Regions from separate parts of the Mus musculus genome. Here region 1 is linked to region 2. The links are chromatin contacts, called in public HiChIP or PLAC-seq maps. All regions are on one chromosome and are shown on one strand. Each heading gives the region's core, a stretch centred on a gene start, on an enhancer-like site or on the middle of the called end of the contact. The rest is flanking DNA. Distances are from core to core; before and after follow the strand shown.

Region 1 (6,541 bases), core at 2,129-4,628, 69 kb before region 2:
TGACCAGACCCCTCACTGTGGAAACCTTCACCTTCCCTCAGTGTCTCAGTTTCCCCCTCCCTCGGGGAGCCAGTTGGTGTTGTCACACATAGTGTGTAGCAGTAAATACACTGGATTTCAGCCATTCCTGTCTTATCAGTGAATAGCTGGAAAACATCATACCCATCTCATCGGCCAAGAGCTGAACATCAAGCTCATAGTGGAACGGCATGTGCAGATGTGAGGGACAAAAACTATTGTAACTTGAACAAATGGAGTGCAGCCTGTACCATGGAACTCATCTTGGAGGAGATGTAGGGTGATAATGTTTGTTTCATATAACCAAATATTATATAACTACTTTGTTGTTATAAAAGTAAGAACCAATAACTTATGAGCGAGTGTAAAGTGAAATAGAAATGAGTCATTTTCCAGGTCTCAAGAATCCTTTCCTGCTCTTCCAAGGCTTCTGTGAAAGATTTTCCCCGTATCTTGCAGAAATATCCGCAGTACCTATGTGTGTGTGTGCATAGACATCACACGACATTAAAATGCATGCTTCAGTTTTGCAACTGGAAATAGGTATGTTGAAATGCATTTTTATGCATAAAGTATAAGTCTATTACCATATAAAACATAAAGCATAATTAACTTATATAAAAATGTATCTCTATGTTGTGTCTTTGTATATATGCATATACATGTACATATATGTATATATGTAAATCTATCTATCTATCTATCTATCTATCTATCTATCTATCTATCTATCTATCCATCTATCACAGGTACCCTTTCAAATACCTCCCAAGTGACCAGATGCTCACATACCTTACATATCTGCATATAATTGTCATATAATTTGCATAGTATTTATGCAATCCTCTTGTGATTTAACTCATCTTTGGATTATTTACATCCAATGCAATATAAACAGTCATACTGGGATGTGGAGGGGATAAGGACAAGAAGGAAATCTGCAGTGGTGAAGAGCATATATATTGCTGCTGTAGAGGATCTGAGTTTAGTGCCCAGCACCCATGTCAGTAGGCTCCCAACTGCCTGTAAGTCCAGCTCCTGGGATCTGATGCTGTTTTCTGTGCTCTGTGGGAATGTACCCAGTTGGTATATATTCATACAGTGACATACACATATACACTTAAATAAAAATATTTTTAAAAATCTTTACTACAGACTCTGTATGTTCTCAAAGTACTTTTGACCAGTGGTTGAATTCATGGATGCAGAATCCATGGATATAGGTATATATGTGTGTTTGCATATATATATATATATACACACACACACATATATATATATATGCGCTACACAGATGATAGTGTTAATTTTGATCACATGTTAAAGCTGATGAAACGAGTCAGGTATCAATCCTTTTGTGTGTAAAGTTGATAGCTGGTTTATCAGTTGTACCCAGAACTATCAACGTTGGCTGAAATCACTTAGGTTTTGGTGCTAAGTTTTGAAAGGAACAACTGGCCTTTTTGATAGCACCTGCAGGTTAGGAGCAACATCTTGGTTATCTGCTGGCCCAGCATAGACGCCACTGGCATTTGTTGAGCAGGTCTGAAGCTGTATGTGGCACTTAACACTGTATCTCCCCTGCAGTCTCCACCCACGAGGAAGAGATGCCTTTTCTTGTGGAGCCCGACATTTAGAACCTCTTTTGTAGACACCATTTTGAAGTATACCATTCATCCCCAGCGCTTCTGATGTCCTCTTTCAGTTGCAAAATGTCAAACTAAAGCAAGCCTCTTAGAGGTTTCTACATTTAGACCTGGGGGGAGATGCAGGAAGTTGTTCTGTGCTCTGACACACGGACACACAATCTGCATAATCGTTGCTCTGCTGGAGAAGAAATAGGCATGCTCTCGGAAAGTGTGCAGTGCAAAGCCAATAAAACAAGGGGCTATGGCTCAGTAGGGTTGGTCTCTATCAAGACCAGAGAGACAGGCAGGCAGGCAGACAGACAGACAGGTAGGGAGAGAGGGAGGGTGAGAGAGAATGAGGAAAGGGGCGACAAAAGTAAGACAAGGGACAGCAACATAGGAAGATGAGATTCGAACTAAAGAATTCAACTCTCAAAACTTACGGGTACTCATTTGTGTTTTCTTTCTGTGCTGAGGACTGAACGTAAGACCTCATGTATGCTGGCTAAGTACTCTACTACTGAGTTGCACTCTGAATCGCTAGAGAGAGGAATCATTACAATTGCCCTGTGCATACGGTGTATGTGTGTGTGTGTGTGGGGGGGGGACAGCATTCTTGATTCCTTAGGACCAGCTTTCTAATACGAAGTCTTCCAAGAGTAGAATGGGCCACTTTGTGAGGTGGCGAGTTATATGATGCTGAAACTAGTTGAGCCAACCCACATAGAAGAAAGTCTAAGTGCCTCCCAAGCTCTCTGGCATTTCTATGTGACTGATCAGCACGTGGGCAGACTGTCAGGTGGGCTCTCTGTGGTGATGGGGCAGTTCTGTTCTACAGCGTGATGTGGCAGCAGCCAGCCATTGTACAGATGGGAGACTGACTTATGCATTTAACATAATGGCAATCAATTTACTCTTAACTAGTTGCAGATGGCTCCTCACGATCTAGAAATCTGATGTTTTCCAGCAATTGTTATCACTCACAACATCACCTGCTGTGCTGGACACTATTAAAATTGCTACACCAGGATATATTCCTGCTTTTAGAGTAAATATCCTTCAGAGAGGTATGGGCTTATGTAGAAATACTGAATCAGATAAGGTCTAAGGGGAGGCTAGCAATCAAACCCATGTCCAGTTGGGAAGTGCACACAGGAAGGGACTTCAGTGCAGAGCCATGGTTTTGGGAAGCAGATGGGTATGACTAAAGCTCTTGTCCCTTCCTGTCTGGGGTATAAGGTAAGCTGCTCTGGGCTCAGCCATGAAGGCGTGATGCTGCCCCTAAATAACGCTTCCCCCAGGGCTCCCTCCGTGGAGTGCTAGGTTTTTCAACAATGGTAGAGATTTCTTGTGATGCGATAAAGTAACCTCAAGATTCATGTCGCTTCACCAGAAACAGGAAGTTATTCTAGAATTTGTTGTTTCAGATCAGAAAGAGACCTCAGAGATTATATAATTGAATCCTATGTTGTATAGAGAAGAAAACAAAAGTCCAAAGCCCAGAGCAGACTCGGCACTTGCCAAGGTCACGTGGGTTGTTTTTAACAGTAGGATATTTTATTTGTGTAAATAAAGATGTAGCACACAGCAAATAACCATTCATCTAAAATCTAATCTTTTCCTTAAAAATAAAGACAAATATGTTCCTTTTGAATGCTGTAAGAGCTAAAGTCGGTCAGGGGTGTTGTCTGGGCTTTGCTAGTGTTCTGAGACACGAGACCTTCTCTCAAACCTGGGTATGTACAGGACTGGACTTGTGCCTGTACCTGCTTCAACAAGTTCATCACATGTGGGCCAGGAGACAATGACCCTGTGCACTCTTGTTCTCTCCAAGGAAACCCAATGTTTCCAGGAAGAAATTACCCAGGACCCCGTGCTTGCCAGGAAAGTGCTCTACCACTGTGCTACAATGAAGATCATTCTCCCTTCACGTTGCCTAGAGCCGCCCTGAAGTCTCCAGGAGGATCACAAAATCTAAACAAACAAGTTGTGTTTTCGGTTTGTCTTCTTTAAAACCAAACTTCACCCATGTGAAACTGGCTGGTGTGCTTCAAACAGGGAAGGCTTCTAGGTGCTTTCTGAGTTTGTTCTGACTCACGTCTTGGCTACCTATTTGTTCTCTGACATAGGGGGACTCTCTTCTCAGTGTAACCCATTGATTCTTGCCATATCCCCATTGTTTTTCCATTACCACATAAAGCTGTCGCCCAGCCCCTGGAACAGTTGTAGAATCTTGAAAACATTCAGAGGATTGTTTAATGCAGCACTCAGATTTTTGAAGTTCAGAAGTTCGATAAAAGGCATCAAGTGTTGTGTTGCACTCTGGTTTTTTCTTACAGTAACCAGTTGATTTTTTCACAGGGCTGCTGGCTTTCTCCTGGGGTTCTCTGGATCTAGTACAGCTCTCCAAGCCTGGAAGCCTCTCACTGACTCCTTAATACTACCTGTCAAACTTCCTTTTAGTTTACTCTCTACCTACATAACACATCATCTCTTTAGTCAGACGTCTTTCCTCATCATGGCCTCTTGTTTGGGATGCTCCTCAGGGCTTTCTTGTGTAGCACCCCACATCTCATCTCCACTCTCCACGGCCAGTAGGTCCTTCAAGAACAAGCTTAAAGATGTTTCTCATAGAAAGTGCCCCCATCTGAGCTACTAAGGCATGGGATCATTGAACTTCTCATGTTCTTTAGCTGGAATGCTGAGCTGCTGTCTCCAACCTTTCAGGCAGCTGATACCATTGTGGTACTGAGATGCAGTTAGCAGTGTGCAGTAGAAGACCATGTCTGGTCTACAAATTCTACTTTTGCAAACACCACACCCTTTCCTCCTGCTTTCCTGGCTGGCATCCTAGATAATCTGGAAAGTTCAAGTTGAAGCGTTACTGGAGGAAACAATATTTGCCCTATGTTACAACTCAGAAGGGAACTGACTGCCACTGTGTTCAGTCACAGAGATGTGGGATAGCATTTGGTCAGGTTAGTATGTATTGTTATTTAATTCTTACAACATCTCTATGAACTAGACAGCATCCCCATTAAAGATGGGAAACAAAGACTGTTTAATTACACTGGAACTGCTAGTATTTGAACCATGTCTGACTCTGCATGCACTTGCCTTTTTCTTTCCCCTTCCTTTTCTTCTTTTTGTGCCCCTCCCACTTCTTTCTTTCTTCAAGGGCTCTCATATTTAAGGATTTGCCTAAAAGGAACCATGTTATGCACCTAGGAAGAAATGCATCACTTCCACACACTGCCAACAGATGGCAGCAGCGGCTGCCTGTAGGTTAGCATACCCAGGGAAGGGGTAGGTTATCTTCACTTCTGTATGTGCACAGAGCTGGGACATGCTTTGTCTATTCTCTGAGAAGTCCTCTCAATAATTGTAGGTTTTAGGTTATTCAGACACATGGGTCATCTATAGGCCTCTCTTTTCAAATGAGTAAGTTAGTCCAGAATCATTTAATAGTCTATTTGATCCTACTAAATTCTGACGTTACATTGTGTGCATATGAAGACATATGGAGAGATGGACCTCTGAAAAGAATGGTACATTTATTATCCACACTGCTCTGTCCATCTCTACCAAGGGGAACATGGGAAAGTTATTATCAATAAAAAGGTACCATGCTACACAAGTACCAAGTTTAAACTGTGGCTTTAGTTGTGATTTTCTATGTTTAAAGATTTTCTCCAATAAACACTTGTAGTCATATAATTTAAAAAGATGCCAGACAGATGGATGATAGATAGATACATGGTAGATAGATAGATAGATAGATAGATAGATAGACAGATGGATGGAGGAACAGAGAGACAGATGGACAGACAGGCAGACAGATAGATAGGTAGCTAGATAGAAATGATACAAACAGTCCACTGATGCCAAGGTGATGGACAGAAGGCTTGGAGGACAGAATGGCTGGTGAAATAGCCCTGATCTGTCATTCACCCACACTGTGGCTTTTGGAGATCATCTTCCATTCCACCCATCTGCAAAGAAGAGGAAGTTAATACATCCACACCTTAGGGTTTTGTGAGGATAAAACCCAGTATGAGCCAGAGGGCTTGGGAATGAGATATTGGGAGAGCAGACAGGTGATTTACATGGAATTGCATGGAAATGCTCCCCAGTTCTCATATAGAAGATTTATGGTAATTATTTACTATCACTTGCTTTGTTTATGTAAGTTACTTTCTGGTGGGCATGTAATAACATGTCATGGAAGAAAGCCTGCTGAGGGCCAGAGCTGTATCGCAGCTGATAAAAACGCGCCTTGCAAGCGTAAAAACTTAGGTTTGAACTCATAATAAACCAAAACCAAAACAATCTAGGTGTTGTGGTGCTTGCTTGTGATTTTAGTACTGGGAAGATGGAAGCAGGTAGATCCTTGCCTGGAGTTTGCTGCCCAACCAGTTTAGAACTTGGAAAACACACACACACACACACACACACACACACACACACACACACACACACACACATGAAAGCAGAAACTAGCAGATCCTGGATTAATCTCACACGGGCATTTCCCCCACCAGCTCTGGCTTTGTGGGTAATGTCCACTGTTCACTCACGGTACTTGTTAGAGGCACTAGGGAAACATATCTGTGGTTTTTCCTCTCTTTATGGGTCATTTCCCTTCCTGTTCTCTCTTGCATGCATTCTTCTATGCCAAATTCACTTGAGCCCCAGGCTCACACTCCCATGTTTAATTCATTGACTCGGTCACCCACACGGTTACCCTTTGCATACTCCTGACATGCCTGACTACAGGTGTCTTGGCTAACTCTTGCCTAGTTCTTCATTCTCAGTGGCCATAGTCTACAGGTTTGCACGCATCTTCAAGTCCAAAGCAGTCAAACCAACTCCAATACCTAGCTGACTTGTGATCA
Region 2 (6,546 bases), core at 678-3,177:
TTCTGATCTTCATATTTCTGCCATCTTCTCCATTTCTCTGCAGTCAGACCCACCCATGTGTTCTGGGAAAGACTTGGCTCAAGAACAGATGAGCTTCCAGCTGTATTCCTTAGGAAACACAATAGTGGCAGTGACGTTTGGGGCTGTCAAGTAGATTTCTATGTTTCATGTGAACAAGAAGAGCTACATATAAACTACAGGTGACCTTAGCACTAAATACAACATCTGCTTCAGGCTAGTGACTGGGCAGTTGTTACAGCCTCACTGCCACTGCACCAGGTGAGACAGACACCACCCAACTTCCCTCCTACTGAGGCTTTAGACCTATACATCAAAGTTTCCAAACCTTGTCCTCTAAGAACCAAGTCGGTCATGTGATCCAGAGTGTTCTGGGTACCACCCAAGCCTTGATTCAGGGGCCTACCTGCCTTCCCCTCCCTGGGCCTCATGGCAGTTGGAGGCCAGCCAGCAGGTGACAGTGGCAATCTATGAAGCATCTCTAGTGGCTCGGAGGCCCCTTGCAATAAGAGAGAACTTGCCCAAATGTGATTTCGCTGTTGTAAATTCTGCCCCAATTATAGCCTGACTTCCTCCCTCTCAGGAAGCATTTCATAAGCATCGAGGCATTCTGTCTGATAAAGTCGTTCTTTGCCCACATGAAAGGACTCTGCTCTCTGTGGAGAAATCTCAAGCCTGCTGAAGAGCAGTTGTCTGGGGCGACGACCACAGCTTGTGTGTTTGGTTGGGCTACGGGTCCAAGAGCTGCCTTTCTTCCTAACTCTGTCACTTCATAAATCACAACAGGACTCTTGGGTTTCCAGAGCAAAATGTGGGGTAGAGAGCCCTGGGGTTCTGCTGGGGACCCCAGAAACCACAGGCTGCTTACAGAGCAAAGCCCCAGTGTATCTGAGCACCCAGCGCTCCTTGGACCTCATCTCAGAACAGGAAAGTGTTGACTGAAAATGTGTCTGGGGAAGGGTCGATCCTGCTCACTGACACAATCTGGTCCGTACCAGGTATCTATCACCGCCTTCAAACAAGGATATATTTGTAGTATCTGATTTATTTTCAGGGTTGTAGTTTTAGTAAAATTTTATTAAGAAGTAATACGGCATCCAAAAGCTAGTTTGCACTCAATAGTTACCTTCCTAGTTCTGATGTCTTTCTAGATTTTGAAGAATATTAATGCATTTGCACAAAACATTATTTTTCACTCCTGAAACTGGATCACTGACACGTTGCAGTATTTGTGCCCTCCAGGAGAGGTCTCCCCTGACAGTGACAGGCACTTGCTCCCAGGGAGAACCCAGTACACATGAGATGCTTTCCAACTTTGTATTTATGAGTCCAGTTACTTCGATAAACTGTGCTTGGAATACTATGCCCAAATCAGACGTTCTCCTCTTGCTCTCAGTGACGCGAATAACACAATCCCCTGTGTTTGTAGATTTCTCTTAGCAGAGGAGGAAACTTGAAAGAAGTGTCCCAAAGTCCCCTCCCAGCTTCTACTCCTTCAGAAATATTTCTGGTCTTCTTTTGTTCTTTCAAATGTCCCTTTGGACGAGATGTTCACTGAAGCGTTATGTGCCTCACTGGAGACTGATGTACATCGCTAACAACGACAGAACCTCCTTTGGGAGCGTCCAGGACGACTGGGCAAGGTAAACCGTTCCAGGAAGGCGCTCCTTTCCTGCGGGCTCCTGAGGTCTGTGCCATGTATCTTTGGTTACGCTGCTCAGATCTGATGAGGAGAGAAAGGGTCAGGGTGGGGCAGCAGCAGCTGCCGCCTCTCACAGGGCCACAAAGCAAAGAACAGGAAGCTCTGGCAGGGCAGGGTTCCCCACAAGCTCCTTGAAGGCTGGCAGCTCCTCTTTGGAGCCCGACTTCCCTTCATCGCTGTCTCCTTTACTTCCTCTTTCTACCAAAACACTAACGACATTTTACCACAAGGGGGCAGTGCAGGGGAAGAAACCAATCATCTGACTTGGTGCGTCCTTAGGGAAATTATTCTGTCAGGAGCTTGATCTTTTCTGTCCTCCTTCCTCCCTCCTTACAGATAATTCTATATTCAAGCCAGAGTTTCCATGAAGAAGTCGTCAGTCCCACAGCTTACCTAACAGGGTCCTGCGACATGCGTTCTGAAATAGGCTTGCATTTGATTAAGATTGATTGATTTGATTTGCCTCTTTTGGATACAAGACATAAAGCAATTATGATTATGAGGTATTTTTTAGAATTATCTGTTTCAGGCACTATTGTAAGGATATGCAGAGTAAGGAGGCCTCTGAATGTAAAATCCATTCTCTGTATACATATATATCATTTGACCAAGTCCCCCAGTTAGTGGGAGTTAGACCCCCTAAGTTGGCACAGCTGGGTGTTTCCTGAGGACTTTAGCTATAGGATATGGAGGTGACATTATGATCTCTAAGTGGCTGGCTTATGACAGGGGCTAGACTTTCGCACTGGTTGTAAATGTCTTATTGTTCCAATTGTGCTGGCAAAGAGAATACGTTATGACCACAGCTCAGCCATAAAAGCAAACTGTCACTATTACTTAGACCTTAAGGAGCACTACGGGGGCTCCCTGGGAATTTATAGAAAATGGATAAAATCAGGTTTGCAAGGCTATTTTTAGATAAGAAGGCGCCAGGAGCAACTAAGGATCTGGCCTTTGTTCTACCGAAAGAAGCCTGGATAGACTGACCAAGGACCTCACCAGGGAGGAATCCCCAGAAAAGCAACAGGAAATATTTGAAAGACACAGCAGGGTTGCTTGGATGCCCTAGTAGAGCAGGGTTTCCCTAGTATCTAATCCGCCATCAAAGATTCACTAAAACTGAAAGGAAAGGAAGTGCTTAGAATAGCAGAGGAGTCAGGGAAGGCCAGGTCTGCACAGTTTGCAGAAGGGAGGGAGCGTGCTTCAGCAGGCACTGAGGTTAGTCCTACGCTTATGTGCAGGACCATCCATAAGAGTACATCTCAGCCTGAGGAAAGGACAACACTGAGTACAGAGCTCAATCATCGCCCCCCCCTAGCATTCTGTGAGGAAGTGGATTTTGAGTGTAGCTGGTGTGATTGACAGCCACCGGGCCGTGTCTGGGTCTGGATCCTTTACTATATCACCGGCTCTGGGGATAGGGTGTGCACCCAGAACAAAGTAAAGAAAAGCAGGATTTAGCTCTGCCTCTGAGTGTTGAGTATAATTTGTATTTTTCCTCCCTGCTCATATGGCTCTTGCTCTGGGGCTGTGTCCTGGGTCCCTTCAGCCCAGCTCTACTGTGAGTTCCCAAGGGAGCCTGATATCAGTAGAATGAAGCCATTAGGCAGATAGATTGAGTTTTGCCACCAAAAACTTGGGAATAAGGAGATCCATATATAGTTTAATGGCAGGTTAGTTAGCATTGTATCTAAACTCCATCCCCACAGTTACCTGGCAACAGCCAGTTAGGCCTGACCTACTATAGAAGGGGCTGCTTGCCCCCCTCCTCCCTCTCTTACTCTTGCTTACTGCTTGCTTCTCTCTTGCCATCTTGGGCTCTTCCCTTCCCCCTCTCTCCACATGCCCATGGCCATGGCCAGCTTCTACTTCTTTACTCTCTCCCTCTCTCTGCCTTTCTCTGCCTCTACTACCCTCTTAACTCCCCTTCCCATGCCCTGAATAAACTCTATTCTATACTATACTATTGTGTGGCTGGTCCCTCATGGGGAAGGGATGCCTCAGTATGGGCCCACTGAGACATCCCACCTCAGTCACCACAAGAGATCCACGCTTGCTAGCCCAGAACTGGTAAGCCCCCATCCCTTCCCATCTGCATGGTCCCAGGGGAGAGTTCCTGAGCTCGGAGCTACCCCTGTGTTGTCCTTGAGGATGGAAGACATTCAGTTTTTCCCTGACCCTCGTTTTAGGACTTTTTCCCTTGGGTGAGATTTCCCTCTCCTTGTAGACAGTTTCTCGAAGCTGAGAAATTCCTGGGTTTGGATGAACTGGCTCAAGAGCACAGGCTCTGAGCGTTAGCCCCCAGCCATCACAAGTCGACCTGGTGGTCTGGCCTGTGCTAGAATCTCTCTTAGGTTGTTAATGTCCTCAGGACACTGGTAGGGGCAGCTAATAACCCTATTCTCTCGCCCAGGGGTCAGTATTTCTCTGCCTGGTCCCTACTTAATGGGATGTCTTGGTCTAAAACAATATCTCTACATCAACACTAAACTGGCACTTTCTTGCTAATGATCCATGTGGCAAACTTTCCCCTCCCCCTCTCTCATTTGCAGCCTGCTGCAACTACTAGTCCAGCCAGTTTGCCTGAAAGGCAGGTCTGGCTCTGTCTCCTGCCAGGGACTCTGCTGCCCTCCCCCACTCTTACTCTCAGCTCTGAGTCTGTCTCACTGTCTTCCTCAGCCCGCTCACACTCCACCAATCCCTGATCATGTGTCTATCTCCCCACCTTCCTGCACACTCAAGGGGTTCCCTCCCTTTCTCCCTTTCTCCTTCTCTTTCCCTCTCCCTCTCTGCTGGGGGTTTGTAAAGTAAAGGCTAGCAGTGCCACACGCCACAAGTGACAGCTGCCACAAGTGACTGCTGAGAGCACTGGGCCACATAGGAAGTCCTGCCTCATGACTTCCAACAGCAAGCAGGAAGTCTGGCCCTGTGCTCATCAAATTAAACACACGATTCCTGCTGCCAGTGCAGTCTACAGCCATCACCTTCAACAGTGGGAGCGCACAAGTCATTATTGTGGTTCCTAAAGATCGATCAATAGTCCACCTGACTTTAGCTCTATAGACCAAAGTGCGCCAGCCAGCCCCTAGCTTCACAGTTTAGCAATTCCCATGCCTGACAGCCAGCTTAAGATTTTCATTTCTATCCTGTTTTAATATGATTTTTACTACTGTCATTAAATCCTATTCAGTTATAACCAATCAGTATAGCCCTCAATCCTGTCAGAAGTTTGCTAATTATTAAGTTTACAACAGGGAGAATCCTCAAAGCCTTTAACAGTTGGCTCAGGATGGTAGATAGTTTCAGAAGAGTGGACACAGATACACGATACTGCCTTGATTGTGATATGATAATCACCGAGAAACAGTGGACAAAATCGGATACCTTGAGTCAAATGACTTGGCTAAATAAAGGTAAACCATTTCTCATGTCACACGTATTCATTCCACAGAAAAAGCCCTGCATCTTCTGTGCTTGACAGACAGACCGCCCAGGTTGCCATAGAGACCCCGGGGACTGTTGGCTAGTGGACTCTGGCATTTTTTTAAATAACTGGTAGGTTTTTGTTTATTCTTTCTCAGACTTCTGACTACATTGACAGCTAGAAAAAGGCTTTCACAGATGTAATCTGTTATCTCCTTATCGAGACTCTGTTTCCATTAATCAAATGCTTCATATTTCCTCTTCTTGCTATGCCACTGTCCTAACATTAACTCTAATAGAACATTCCTCTATACGATCTAACTTTTTCAACTTTTTAATCACAAATTCTTGTTCCTTCTGCTCCACAAAAGGCTCATCTTAAAGACTGTTCATGTGGTAAACTCACGTTGTTATCTCTTTTATAAACTTACAGGCTACAGGAAACCTACCCAGAGCTACCTCTCATGGACCCAACAGACTCCATCCAGACAAGCACATCTGCCCAAAGTTCCCACTAACTACCTATTCCAAAGGGTGGGATTCCTCTGGGTTTCAAATGTACATCTTACGAAAAAAAAATTTTCTTTCTCCTAAACATACTTAATTTTATTCTCTACCTATAATAATATATTTTAACATCTTGTCAAGTCTAGGCGCTTACTATATCCAGTACAGCCCCAGAGAAACAACCTCCAAATCTCCTTTCAGACACAGACTTCTACTTCTACTGGATCTGTACCTTCTGACCAATCCTCAGACGGTTCCACAGACCCTGGACAGCAAGGAAACAGCCAACTCTCCTAAGACTGGACAAACATCGCCCATACCCATTCTTCTAGGTTCCCTAGGGACATGTCAGCCCAAAGCCAGCATGAAGCAGCCAGATATCACAACAACCCTATTCCTGCTTTGCCATCACCTCTCTTTAATTTTTTTCTTTTTCAATTAAACCAAAACAGGGGAATGTTATCATTCTGTCTAAACTCCACCCTATAGTTACCTGGCAACAGTCAGGTATGCTCCTCCCTACAGTCACCTGGCAACAGCCAGGTAGGCCTGGTCCACTATAAAAGGGGCTGTTTGCCTTCTCCTCCCTCTCTTGCCTCTTGCTCTCTTGAGGCTCCCTCTTGCTCCCCCTCTCTCCCGACTCCCTTCCCCCTCTCTCCACATGCTCATGGCCATGGCATGGGCCCCCTGAGGCATCCCCTCCCCCACACCCACCACACCCCCACACTCCCATTAGAACATATCTTATACCTCTTTATCTTTTTATAAACCACATCAAGGTTCACCTCTAGAAACTTAAATAAACAACAGCTGTTTTCATGAGCTCAGTCAAAATGACATGAATAAGGGGACACACTATAAAAGAGGAGACTATTTGAGGAAATTAAAATGATTAT

The links. HiChIP or PLAC-seq counts read pairs in DNA pulled down with a chosen protein or histone mark.
Region 1: a contact with region 2 is called in a CTCF HiChIP or PLAC-seq map of CD8 T cells, with 13 read pairs. The contact joins two enhancer-like sites. A contact is called at or near these places in 2 of 15 datasets of contacts at CTCF or cohesin (CD8 T cells and hippocampal excitatory neurons), 42 of 484 Hi-C or Micro-C datasets (B cells, the C10 cell line, the C2C12 cell line and 25 more) and 10 of 115 datasets of contacts at active chromatin or transcription factors (CD8 T cells, T-cell acute lymphoblastic leukemia, Th17 cells and 5 more).

Annotation. Positions count from the first base shown.
Region 1 is chr3:37,269,773-37,276,313 of GRCm38.p6, reverse strand. No RefSeq gene overlaps it. Among named protein-coding and RNA genes, the nearest start is that of Cetn4, 39 kb to the left of the region's middle. Within about 2 kb of position 3,378, at least 16 of the 459 cell types and tissues checked have an H3K27ac peak or open chromatin away from gene starts, as enhancers often do. A contact at or near this core is called in B cells, CD8 T cells, Th1 cells and 5 more, where this site is marked.
Region 2 is chr3:37,199,517-37,206,062 of GRCm38.p6, reverse strand. No RefSeq gene overlaps it. Among named protein-coding and RNA genes, the nearest start is that of Gm12532, 20 kb to the right of the region's middle. Within about 2 kb of position 1,927, at least 204 of the 459 cell types and tissues checked have an H3K27ac peak or open chromatin away from gene starts, as enhancers often do. A contact at or near this core is called in B cells, CD8 T cells, Th1 cells and 5 more, where this site is marked.